Linked DNA regions of Pan troglodytes: region 1 is linked to region 2. Evidence: chromatin contacts called from public HiChIP or PLAC-seq data. All regions are on one chromosome and are shown on one strand. The core of a region is the stretch at or near the end of the contact, and the rest is flanking DNA. Distances in the headings are between cores, read along the strand shown.

The links. HiChIP or PLAC-seq counts read pairs in DNA pulled down with a chosen protein or histone mark.
Region 1: an H3K4me3 HiChIP or PLAC-seq map of stem cell-derived excitatory neurons shows a contact between it and region 2, with 3 times the contacts expected there. The contact joins the promoter of NR6A1 here to the promoter of SCAI in region 2. A contact is called at or near these places in 1 of 7 Hi-C or Micro-C datasets (stem cell-derived neural progenitor cells) and 1 of 1 datasets of contacts at active chromatin or transcription factors (stem cell-derived excitatory neurons).

The regions. Positions count from the first base shown.
Region 1 is chr11:13,687,023-13,693,306 of NHGRI_mPanTro3-v2.0_pri, forward strand. NR6A1 (nuclear receptor subfamily 6 group A member 1) reads left to right here and starts at 1,844. Exons shown (of 10, transcript NM_001280163.1): 1 at 1,844-2,135. The coding sequence starts at 2,036.
Region 2 is chr11:13,313,913-13,320,565 of NHGRI_mPanTro3-v2.0_pri, forward strand. It overlaps SCAI (suppressor of cancer cell invasion), which reads left to right and starts at 2,110. Exons shown (of 18, transcript XM_528477.8): 1 at 2,110-2,301; 2 at 3,009-3,053. The coding sequence starts at 2,249.

The DNA.
Region 1 (6,284 bases), core at 594-3,093, 370 kb after region 2:
GCTAATTTTGTATTTTTAGTAGAGACGGGTTTTCTCTATATTGGTCAGGCTGGTCTCAAACTCCTGACTTCAGGTGATCCGCCCGCCTCAGTCTCCCAAAGTGTGGGGATTACAGGCATGAACCACGGCGCCCAGCAAGGTCCTAAAGTATTTTAGAACCCACAGCTGAGGGAATGGCAGGCCGTCCTCTCTTAGTCACAGGGTTTAGCTCCTGAAACACTGCTACCTAGCAGAGGGGATCTAGTTGTCCCTCGGTGGAAGGTATTAAGGAAGATGCCACTGAAGAAACATTTGAACAGGATCTTGAAAGATGAATAGGAGTTTGGGAGTGGGTCAGGTGAAGTCAGCCGCGTTCCAGCTTGAAGGAGCCAAGGATTAAGGTTCTGGTGTGTGACAGAATGGAGCTGGAATCCCCATCACTTCTGGTGGACTTCATCAGTGCTGGAAAGGGACAATATTGTTGCTATCTCATAGAGCAGGTATGAGGTTTAGACGGCAGAGCGTTAATGTAAGTCTCCCAGGTTACGTATGAAATACAGTTTCACCAGGGTTGGTAAGGTCCAGTTGCCCCCAAGTGCAGAGAAGCGTTGCAACTTTCGTAGCAGGTGAGGGACGGGGTGTGGTGCGAAATGTGGGCAAGGGTCAGGCCAAGCAGGGATGCGAATGCCAGGACGAGGACTTAAAATTAGGCAAAAAAAAAAAAAAAAAAAAAAAAAAAGGGCTAAGGGATTGGTGGGGCGGGTGGGGCAGGAGAGGGCGAATGAGTGGCCACCGAGGAAGCTGCAGCATAATCCGGCAGAGCAGAAGTGGGCAAAGCACCAACGTTCTCGTTCTTTGTCTTCAAGTGGGCCAGGTAGGCCTTAGACCCTTGGCGGCAGCAGCGAAATCCTTTCCCGATGGGGTCGCCGAAGACGGACACCCCGGCGGGCCTAGTGACCGGTGGCCGCGCGCCACCTGGTGGCCGCAGCGGGTGAATTCGGCCGGGAGCCGCTGCAAAATTCGGGATTTTGCTTCCGGAAAGCTTCGGGAAACTGAGGTGGGAGGGGCAGGGGTTTGCGATCTTCCAACTTGATCCTGTCCTTATTCCAACCCCCTTTTACAGATAGGGAAACTGAGGAAAGGGGAAGGCAAACAAGGCTGGGCAAGGGATCCCTCTTAAACGGAAGGTTTCAAGACACCTGGGGTCAAGAGCCTAGGGCTTTCTTTAATAGCCCCAATGGCCCGGAGCTTAGTTTGCCCATCTGTTCTATGGGCAGGGGGAAAATGAAAGGGGAGGAGGGGAAACTTTAGTCTTTCCCGCCCACCCGGAGGTAAAAAGTCTTTAAAGACTACCCCGGAAAGAAGAATTTTATAGATTCCATTTGCATACGAACGCAGTCACCTCGAGTTAAACTCCGGTCCTTTAATCTCCGGTCCAATTTGTCCCGCAGCGGCAGGGAGAGGCCCACGTGAGTACCTTCAAGCCCCGCCTCCAGGGCCCCGCCCACAGGGCTGGGCTTCGTTGCACGTGCTCACCCGGCTGCCTCGCGATCCGCCTCCTCGCAAAGACTCATTGTTGGGGTGGGGGGTTACGAGGACTCTTAGGGAACTTTGATCAGGTAGAAATCACAATCAAGACAAGGCCCGGAAGTATCCGCTTACTACATAGACATCAAACGCTTTGTCATGGTTCTTGGTATTGACAGACTTTAGCTTTCCCTTCTCAGGACTTCTTATCCCTCCTTCCACCCCTTCAGTTGGTGCGGTCGGCGTGGCCGGCCTCGCAGAGCGGACTCCAACTTCCAGCGTGCCCCGCAGGGCCTTGCGCGGCAGAGGCGTGTGACGTCAGGGGAGGGAGCTGGCCAGTGCTGAGGGGGCGCGGCGCGGAGGGGCGCGGAGCGGCGCGGAGCCGGGCGGCTCGGGGCCCAGAGAGAGCCGCGGCCGGGAGCTCGCGGGCTCCTGACAACCTCCTCCCCTCGGCGGACGACGACCACGGCGACTAGGGCGCCCGTCATGGCGGAGCAGCAAACCCAGCGCGGACCCTAGGCACCACCGCATGGAGCGGGACGAACCGCCGCCTAGCGGAGGGGGAGGCGGCGGGGGCTCGGCGGGGTTCCTGGAGCCGCCCGCCGCGCTCCCTCCGCCGCCGCGCAACGGTGGGTGAGGGGCCTGCGACGCCCGGGCCAGGCAGGAACCGGCTTCCTGAGCCTCCGCCAGGGATCCCCCTCCTCTCTGCCGACCCTTGCCCTGGGAAGCCGCAGCGGCCCCGCGGCCCCTTAGGGTGGCCCTTCACCCCGTTCCCCCTTGGCGCGGACCCTCCCTCTCCTCCCCGGTCTCGCTCAGGGTGGATCCTCCTCCTTCGTCCCTGTTCCCTTCCGCGCGGACCCTCCCCCTGCCCGGGTCCCTGGGCACCGAGCTTCATTTCCCCCTCCCCCCGTCCCCTCTGCACAGGCTTCCCCTCCCCCCGTCCCCTCAGCACCAATCCTCCCTCCTCCCCCCGGGTCCCCTCCCCCTGTCTTCCCAGCGCCGAACCTTCCCCTCCCCCCGGGCCCCTCAGCTTGGAAGTCCCCCCCGCGGTCCGTCAGTGGGGGCATCCCCTCACTCGGGTTCCCTTAACGCAGAGCCTCTCTTTTCCCCTACAGGGGTTCCTCCTCCCACCGAGGACGCTCCCTTCTTGCCCTGTTGACCCGACTCCACAGCACCCTTGTACCGCTCAGCTTTCTAGAGCGTTTTCCTCTTCTGCAGCCTCGAGCGTTCTTCCTTGAATACTACGAGCCCCCTACCTCTGCCGAACCCCCGTTCGCTAGACATCCCCCAGTCGTTTCCTTTTTCGGACCCCTTCGCGCCTCCTGCTTCCCCTGCGCCTCACCTTCCTCAACGCCCCGCGCGCTCTGGCCGGTCTCCGCCCCTGCTCAGCTCCCCTCTCCGCCAGGCAACGGCTTTCCCTGGCCGAGGGCTCCAGCCCGCCCCGGGGCCCCAGACACCTGCCTCCTCCCGGCTTCTGCCCGGCAGGTCCCGGTCCCCACCTCTTAGTCTCAGTTCTCCTCTTTCTTGTCCCGATCCGGGACCCTGGGAGCTGAGAATCCCTCACCTGGCCCGGCACTTCCTACCGCTCGTCCCTCGCCCCCTCGCCCGGGCCGGGTCCTCAGGTTCCTCGGGGCTTCCTCGCCCTCCTCCTCTTCGCTCCCTCCCCCTGCGGGATGTTTTATTTGTATCTGTTTGATATTTTCCTCCTCGGTGTTTGCCGCGGAATGTTTTTATTGGTAACGTGTTAGGAGCTTTTGTGAGGTCGTAAAAGGTGAACTTTTGAACTTGGAAAGCGCCCTGGAGCAATTAGCGCAGGCGATCGCCCCGGGAGGCCTGCATTACAAAGGGTGCTCGCACCGGCCGGCAAACGCTCCGGCGGCAAACCCGATTTATTTATTTGCCCTGTTTTCCACCCTTCACATCTCCTCATTTCCGAATAAAGGGAGGCTCTCAGAGATCCGTGCCTCCTCCCCTCGCTGCGCCATAAACTCGCAATTCTCTGAAAGATCTAGGACCGAACAGTGTCTAACAAGTAACAGATTTCAAATTGAATGCAAACACCCGGGACAGTTAGGAGGCACTAAAAATTAACTGCTTCACCAAGAGGTTTCTCAATCAGGACAGTGACCTGGCAGGTGTGAGGAAAGTAACCTGAAAATAGGTCAGTTAGGCGCTCAATTGTTGAATGAGTGAGTAGCTACAGACGGTGGAAATCTTGGGTTGGATCCGTGCCTTCATACGTTTATTAACTAGTCAAACATTTTGTTAGTTTAGGAGATCTGGTGTTTTTTACAAAAGGGAAAAGTCCGTGTAGAAGAGAGCTTGGTTAACTTCACTTGATGTTGCTGATCTTAAAAATAGTGATGTGTTTTCAGAGCTCTTTTTTTTTTTTTAATTTGTGTATGATGTATGATGGCTAGGTGGCTGGCCGTTCCGTGGGCTGTCGTTGGCAACTAATTTCTGAATGTGAACATGTTTGAGATCAATAAAATTCCGTGTCACAAAGGGGGAAGCTGGAATCCAGTTAGGGTAGAAGGAGACAGTATAATAGGAACAAAGGATTTCTTTAATGCCTTTGACTTTTTAAGCTAAGTTTGTGTGGAGATTTGGTTTGGTATTAATTTGTGAGTGTTGTAAATCCTGATCTAAATTTTCCCATGCTGATTTTTTTGAATCCAAGCCCCATCTTATATCCCATATTAGCGTGTATATTTCTGTGATGCCTTCCTATGTGTGAATACTTCCTGTACCCACCTGTGCATATAATGTAGATGACGGATTTTACTGCAATTCAATATTTACTGCAATATTGCTTTCAATTCTACTTGAGAATAATAGTGTTGTAAGAGAAACCTAAGAACTGCATTTGTTATTAATTATTCATTAGTACATTTTAAAGAACTCAATGGTAATTTTAACTCAATCAGATTTCCCATTCATAGTCTCATTTCCTCAATTGGTCAGAACCATTTGAAAGAATGTTATCGAGCAATCCATTTAGACTAAGGTGGCTTTAAAGCTTTACATTAGTCTAAGTTAGTGGTGCAGATGTTTTCTTTTTGCTGAAAATACAATGGGAACTTTTGGCAGCTTGATGGGCTTAAAATACACTAGACGCTAGACCGTTGTGGGATATTTTTCAGTGTAAAAGCTAGCATTGTGCAATGTTTTACAATTTATGTTCATTAGCACTTATGAAGTTAACATGCTCACAGAAGAATTGCCAAAAATTTTTTTAAGTTTGCCCATGGAACAATGGGCACATTTTTTCTTTTTTGCTTCCTAATTAATATTTTTCTCCAAAAATATATGAAACTGCTTGTTCTGAGTAGAAAAGAAATGAATTATCTGTTTTTTACTCCTAGTGACTAATTTCTATTTTATATGAACTATTTTCAAGAGACAACTATACAGATAGGGGGTCTTTTGGTCTCTGTCATGAAGAAATAAACTGGAGGTGGCATTTTAGAAATGTTTTCCTACCGGAAACACCATTTATGCTGAATTTACAGTCCTTTAAATGGTTTTTATTCTGTCAGAACAGAGTTTCTTTCTAGCCTTTTGATGCACCATCATCCTTCCAGGAATTCCCTGTGCTGACTGCGCTATTTTGAGTTGTTGCTTGTAGGTTTTCATAACAAACATGAACTCATTTAGTTGTAATAGAGGACTGCTCCCTTTTGGGATTTCAAAGGAAGATGAATGATTTGAGGAAGTGTATGCTGAATATTGCATTTGTTCATTTTAAGAGAATGAGGGAATATACTTTTAAATATTTAAAGCAAAGGAAGGCAAAGGAAGGTTATAAGCCATTATAAGTAATTAAAAGCATATTTTATGTAATTACACTTTAGAGGAAATGGGGAGAAGTTCACTGAATAGCACGGTGCCTTTTTCTCCTGCTATAACCATGCCGTCCAAATGTTTATGCTGGAAAATAAATTGGCAAATATTTCCCATGATGATTTAACTTTTCAGTTCTGTGATTTAAAAAATTAAGTTAATTTTGAGTTGCCCCAGAATTTTTTCCTACTCCCGTTAGAAAAAAACAAAACCAAAAACATGCTGTAGTACTGTTGTTTCTTAGTACATACAGCACGCAGGTTTTGCTTTTTTTTTTTTTTCTCTTTTTTTTATAGCTTCTGTGACCTCCAAAGACGGCTAGGGTAGAAGAAAGGCGACAGTGAGCAAATTCACTGGTGATTTTGCATAGCTGAGGTGGGAGATGACCACATTTACAGTCTCCAGTGTACAAGCCACCAAATCATTCAGCAGTTCTGATTCATGTAACCAAAATATGATGACATGATTCCTAATCTATAATTCATTCTGACTTCCGTAGCAAAAAGGTGTATGCAAGGCACATGTGTTAGCACATGAAAGGGAGTTGGATGGGGAGCTAATGAAAAAAAAACTGCTGGTAAATTTCCAAAAATATGTCCAAATCATGCATTTCCATATTTTATTTAGAATTTTCTGGTTTCTCATTCCCTACTTTTTTCCTAGGGTTTTGGGGCAAAGGTGGAAAATAGAGTTTAGATTAAAATACCACATTTTAGAATAGTGGAGGATGGTAGGTAGAAATGCCAACTGTTGCTGTAACATTGGTAGAGGAAGTTTCTTATACCACCCCTAGTGTTTGTTGTGCAAGTTGGCTTTAAATTGCTAATGATGCTTGCATGTTTTGGAGCTTGGAGCTGTGTTAGTTTCATTTGTGTTAGTAGGAAGATTTACCACTTCATTTTTATAATTGGGTAGATATTATTTATTGGTTATGT
Region 2 (6,653 bases), core at 860-3,359:
ATGAGGAAATAGGCTTAGAGAGGATAGGTGACTTGTCTAACGTTGCACAGGAGAGCTGGAACTTGAATCCCTAGAGGGCACACCAGAGCATTTCTTTAGCGCTCTATTTTAAGCAATATTGGTTATTGTAGCTGTGTGACCCTGAACAAATTGAATTTTCTGAATCTTAAGTTTCTGTGTCTAAAATAAGAGAATATCAGGCAGGGTTAATCTCACTATTAAAAATAGCACACACAAAGCACCCAGTATCTGGTCCAAAGCTGCCTTTTATTAAGGGCTCATACTCATAGGCCATTTGTTCAAATTCATTGTAGTTTGGAAGAATAATCCAAGGCAATGTATAATTGCTAACATAGTGTAGATTTTGTAAGTACAACACATCTGGACAAGGAAATGTTTGATGTAGGATGGAGTAATTGGGGAAGATAAAGAGGAAGTGTGAATTAAATGTGGACTGGAATGATGGGATTTGTATGTCTTACAGAGTTAAAATAAGCAGAGATCACTTGGACACAATGTGAAGACTCGAGGATCCTTTTTGGGAAGGCGTAAGAAATGAATAGGTCCTGTTTTATTGACAATATCTGCCATATATCAGTGAGGATTGGTCAATTATGGAAGATGCTAAAAAGCAGGCAATGGATTTTTAATAAGGAATATAATAAATATTTCAAGATTACTTCCCTAGTGAGTTGATGATCCCCCTTCGTCTGACACAAATTATTCTGGAGTTCTTTCCTCTCTCTGGCTTGATAATATGGGTGGAAACTGTTAGTTGAGATTGAGGTGATTTGTGGTTCTGTGACTTTAGGATTACATGAAATACTAATTTGGGGGACCAACAGAGATTTGACATTTTTTCAAAGCAATTTTTCAAATCCTACTACAATTTACCGTCAGTATTACTTCATAAATGGAAAGTCATTTTACCATTAAAGATGTAGGTAGGACCATCTCAGAAGAAAAGACAGCTCTTTACACCAAATACATTTGGTTTTGTGAAAAACTAGTATCCTAATTTTTGCCGCTTATGGAAATCAATGAGAGATTTTCCCCACCCCAATGTTGACATGTACTACTCGACGCTGTCATATTATTGAGGCATAAAAGATGTTCTAATAAAATGGAAGTGACTTAAGAGAAAGTTTTATGCCTCCTCCCAACTCTGAACAGATGCTGAGGATATACCAAACAAGTTCACACAGGAGTAGAGATTTAGAGAGGCCTTCCCACCTTCAAGAATTTTATAATACGTTAATGAGCTGAGTCTTATTTTCAAGGATGGCTTTGTTAAAGCAGAAGAAGGGTAACTATGCTTATGAAAGGCAGTTTTGCATGCCTGTTTGTCAAAAAATACAGTACAATTTATTTTAAAATTGATTAATTGGTGTAGAACTTGCAGTGGTCACAGAATCAGGATGGTCAGCTTCCATTCAGGGATCAAATTTGTCCAGGCCTTTCAAAATGGAACACGTTGCTTTTAGTATGGCATTGGTTCTGTTTGTAGTGCTGATTTTTCTTTCATGGTAATTAAAAAAAAATCTTACTTTCTTAAAAGCCTGCACCCAAGCTAGTGAGCTTTTCTGCAGAGGATTGAGCATCCAAACCATGCTTTATTTTGGTGGATTCTTAGAGTTTTCTGGCTGGGTCCTTTTTGGGGGGTAGCTGTGAGCTGTGAGACAATTTCAGCAAGATGTAGGGACAAGGATCGCATTCGAGGTGGCTTAAAAGGAAACACGTTTGTGAGAGTTGCCTCACTGTCTCACCTGCTAGAGGAAATTGGGAGATTTCAGGGCTTGTTTTCGGTCCTGGCGTGGTGCAGAGGTGGAGGGGCGCCAGCAGGTGTGTGGTATGCAGGACGCAGAGCCAGGAGAACCTGGGGCAGGTGTCTGGAGCCGGGGGTGCAGTTCCTACTTTTAGGCGCATGGTGGCGCTAGGGTCTCCTCCGGCCCTGCTAGCAATCTCTAAGGCACCTCCGCCGCCACCTGCAGTCTCAACCAAACCTCTGGGTGGGCGGCGCGGGATGTGACGGGCCGAGCGTCCAATCGACTGACAGATTTCCGTCCACACTACTGCTCTAGCCAATGGGAACCGAGGAGAGGCGCGGAGGAGGCGGGCCCCGCGGCAAGCCTGGCAGAGGCGCGAGGCCCTCCTCCCGCCTCTCCGCCTACTCCAGCCTCCGCCGCCTCAGCTTCCCGAGCGAGCCCTGCGGCCGCCGGAGCAGCTCCCGCGGCGGAGCAGGAGCCGGATGGTCAGAGGAGCCCGGCAGCCCCAGCAGCCGCGGAGTCGCCTGCCCCCCAGGTGCGGGGGCTGGGTGGAGGCCGGGGTTGGGGATGGGGTGGGGGCCAGAGAGCGGGCCCAGGGGCAGCGGCTCGGGGCCGTGGAGCATTCGGGGCGCAGAGACCGGAGGGGCGGGGGGTGCAGGCTGGGGGGACCTTGGGGGCGCCTGCAGGCGGCGGCGCGGGCTGGGCGCGATCGCCTCCTCGAGGCCAGGTGAGAGGGGCGTGTGAGGGAAGGGGCGCCGAGGGGTGAGGCTGGCGGCGCGGGGCCGGGAGGGGCAAGGCGGGCGCGCCCCCGGAGGGGCCGTGGAATGCGGGGGTCGCCGGGCCCGGAGAGGCGGGGCGTGGAGGGGGCAGTGCACGGTCGGGAACGGGTGGGCACAGGAAAGGGGAGGCTAGGGGGGCTTGCGGGGGTGACGAGGCAGACAATGAGTAGGTGGAGGTGGGTGATTTTGGGGAGCTGGGCTGTGACGAGCAGGGGTCGAGGATGGGGTGAGGGACCAGGAAGGTTTGAGCTCAGGGAGAATTGGGGGAACGGTGAGTCCCAGGAATGCTAGGTCTTGGTAAATAGGGGAAACAGGGCATGAGGCGTTTGTAAGGTCAGATCTGAGCTTGGCGAGCCTGTGGTCCCAGAGGGTGGTCTATTTAGTTCTTGACTGGCACGGTAGCGCCGGGAGATGTTTTCTTGTATGTTACTTTTAGTTACCGTCTTATTTGTTTGGTCTGCAGACTGACTGGCACAGTGGAGAAACCGCCTCGAAAACGGAGAAGCAGGTAAGGCAGTGCCTTCCTATTTTGCTTCATGTTTTTCTTTTTGCTTGGCTGCACCTGTGCCGTACTGCATAATTGTATACTGTCAGTAGATGAAGTTTCTTATTTATCCCCCTTTTAAAAGAATATAACCACATGCATGATTTTTCTTTTGAGGACTTCAAATTACTACCTCTACAGTCGATTTTTTTTTTTTTTTTTTTTTTGGTATCTGAGATAATGTGGGAAATCTTGAGAAATCCTACTTTTTTACTTTTTGATGTTGTGTAAGGATCTCAGCTATTTTTTTTTTTAACCTTAGCCATAATTTCATTTTCTCCAGCATCTCTGTTTAAAAAGCTCATCTTGGCTGGGGTGGCTCATGCCTTCAATCCCAGCACTTTGGGAGGCTGAGGCAGAAGGATCATTTGAGCCTGGGAGTTCAAGACCAGTCTGGGCAACAGAGCAAGACTCCGTCTCTACAAAAAATTGAAAAACTAGCCGGTCCCATAAATATATACACCTACTATGTACCCACAAAAACAAAAAATTAAAAAACCGAAAACCAACTAGCTGAGCGGGTGTTGTGGACCTATAGTCCCAGCTTCTCAAGAGGCTGAGGTGGGAGGATTGCTTGAGCCCAGGAAGTCAAGGCTGCAGTGATGCAGTGAGCCGTGATCATGCCACTGCACTCCAGTGTGGGGAACACAGCAAGACCCTGCCTCAAAAAATAAACTAATTTTATTGAGCATCTACTATGTGCCAAGTACTGTGTACGAATGCTCTATGTGTATCTTCTCCTGTAATCCTCAAAGAACCCCAAGAGAATATGTAGTGTCAACTATTTTACAGAAGAGGGAACTGCGACACAGAGAGGCCGAATATTTACCCAAAATCATGCATCTAGTAAAAGATAAAACCAGGATTTGAATCCAGACAGTCTGACTCCAGAGCTTAAGCTCTTAACTGTTATACCATAATGCTGCTAATAAATATACAATTGAAAGTAGGTTTTCTTATTGCTTTATCTTTTGTCGTTGGACACTGTGTAGTTAACTCGAATGGTTGAACCTTAGGAAAATAGAAGCAAAGAGTTTAAGTAGTCCACAAACAAAGTGAATTAGTCCTTGAGTAATGGAGATGAAGATATATTTATCACATAAACATTTTTGACTGCATTCCATGTGAGAGGTACTACATAGCAATTCTGTGTAGTCATTAGATGATTCCTTTTTCACAGATGTTGGCATTGACCTAGAGAAAGTAAGCTACTGTAGTTATGTGACCAGTAGGACTACTTTCATAGTTAATATCTGGCAAGTTATTGATGTTAATACACAGAAAACCTCAATAGTAAATAGACACGAAATGCTGATGGTGGAAGTGCCAACAGAGTTTCCTTGTCACACTTTAGGCCTGTACTGTCCAATCCAGTAACCATATGCAGGGTGAGCACTCAAAATGCATCTAGCATGACTGAGGAACTAAATTTTTAATTTAATTTAATTGTAATTAAATTAACTTGAGAAACTGCTACTTGGTCACCTATTGGAAAACGTTCAAGTATGTTTTGAACAACTTGGGTATGTGAGTCTGTATTTTTCATCCGTCATTTTATGAAATCTAAATATATATCAAATATTTCCAATGAGAATTTAGGGTCTGAAATGAGATAAGTATAAAATACATGCTAGATTTCAAGTTAGTACAAAAATTGAATAAATAAAATTTCTCAGTAACTTTTTATATTGATGACATAGTGAGATAATATTTTAGGTATATTGGATTAAATACTTTTTTTTTTTTTTGAGACAGGGTCTGGCTCTGTCATCCAGGCTGTAGTGCAGTGGTGCAATCTCAGCATACTGCAACCTCCACCTCCTGGGCTTAAGCCACCCAGCCAACTCAGCCTCTGGAGTAGCTGGGACTACAGGCGCCTGACACCTCACCCAGCTCTTTTTTTTTTTTTTTATAGAGACAAGGTTTGGCCATGTTGCCCAGGCTGGTCTCAAACTCCTGACTCAAATGATCCAACCACCTTGGCCTACTAAAGTGCTGTGATTACAAGTGTGAGCTGCCATGCCTGGCTGTAAATAAAATTGTTACTAAAATTATTTTCACTTACTTTTTCCTGAGACAAAGTCTTACTTTGTTGCCCATACTGGAGTGCAGTGATGTGATCTTGACTCACTGCAATCTCCGCCTCCTGGGTTCAAGCAATTCTCTTTCCTCAGCCTCCCGATTAGCTGGGATTACAGGCGCCTGCCACCATGCTTGGCTAATTTTTGTATTTTTAGTAGAGACGGGGTTTCAACATGTTGGCCAGGCTGGTCTCGAACTCCTGGCCTCAAGTGCTCTGTCTGACTAGGCCTCCCAAAGTGCTGGGATTACAGGTGTGAGCCACCGGGCCTGGCCTTCACTTACTTCTTTTTCCTTTTTATTTTTCTTCTGAGACAGGGCTTGGCTCTGTTGTCAAGGCTGAAGTGAAGTGGTGCAATCACAGCTCACTGCAGCCTCGACCTGGTAATCCTTCCACCTCAGCCTCCCAAGTACCTGGGACTACAGATGTGCACCACCATGCCAGGCTAACTTTTTATTTTTTGTAAGAGACAGGGTCTCACTGTGTTGCTCAGGCTGGTCTCCTATGCTCAAGTGATGCGCCAGCCTTGGCCTCCCAAAGTGCTAGGATTACAGGCGTGAGCCACCATACCCAGCCTTTCTTTTTATTTTTTCTAATATGGCTACTAGAAAATTAAAAGCTGCATACATTTAACTTGCATTGTATTTCTTTGCATTGTATTTCTTTTGGATAGCTCTCATTTAACTCTCATTACCCCACTGCCAGACTCTTCAGTAGCCTTCTGACTGGTTTCCCTACCTTGAATCTGTAATTCCCTCCCTGTACTGTGCAAATCGATCTTGTAATTCTCATGCTTAGGATCCCTCTGTGCTTCCTCATTGCTTATTGAACATCATTCAGACTTTTAGCCTAATCATATAAAAAAATTGCCTTTATTTTACTTCTTCTTACTTTCCCAGCCACGGTTAATACTTTGGCCATACCGATTTTCAATGATGGAACTATTAAATGTCTACTTTTAAATGATTTAACTTTCTGGTAAACCTTCAAGATGAATTAATTGCTGAATGTAACTCCGTGCTCCATTTGCCATTCCCAGAACTTATGTTCCCTCTTTGCTTTGGTTTTTTGTTTTTAGGGTTTTTGTTGTTTTTGTTGTTGTTGTTGTTGTTTTTTAAAGACGGTCTCACTTCAGGGTGGAGTGCAATGGTGTGACAATGGCTCACTGGAGCCTTGACTTCTCGGGCCCAGGTGATTTTCCCACCTCAGCCTCCCAAGTAGCTGGGACTACAGATGTGCATCACTATGCCCAGCTAATTTTTGCATTTTTTGTAGAGGTGGGGTTTTACCATGTTGCTCAGGCTGGTCGTGAACTCCTGGGCTTAAGCTATCCGCCTTCCTCAGACTCTCAAAGTGTTCGAATTATAGGCGTCAGCCACAGTACCTCGTCTGCTTTGGGTTTTTGTATGTGATTTCTTTTTCTTTCTGGAGTACTTTCTCCTTGCTCCTTGACAAGCCCCCTCCTTTAAGACTTTGCTCAGTGA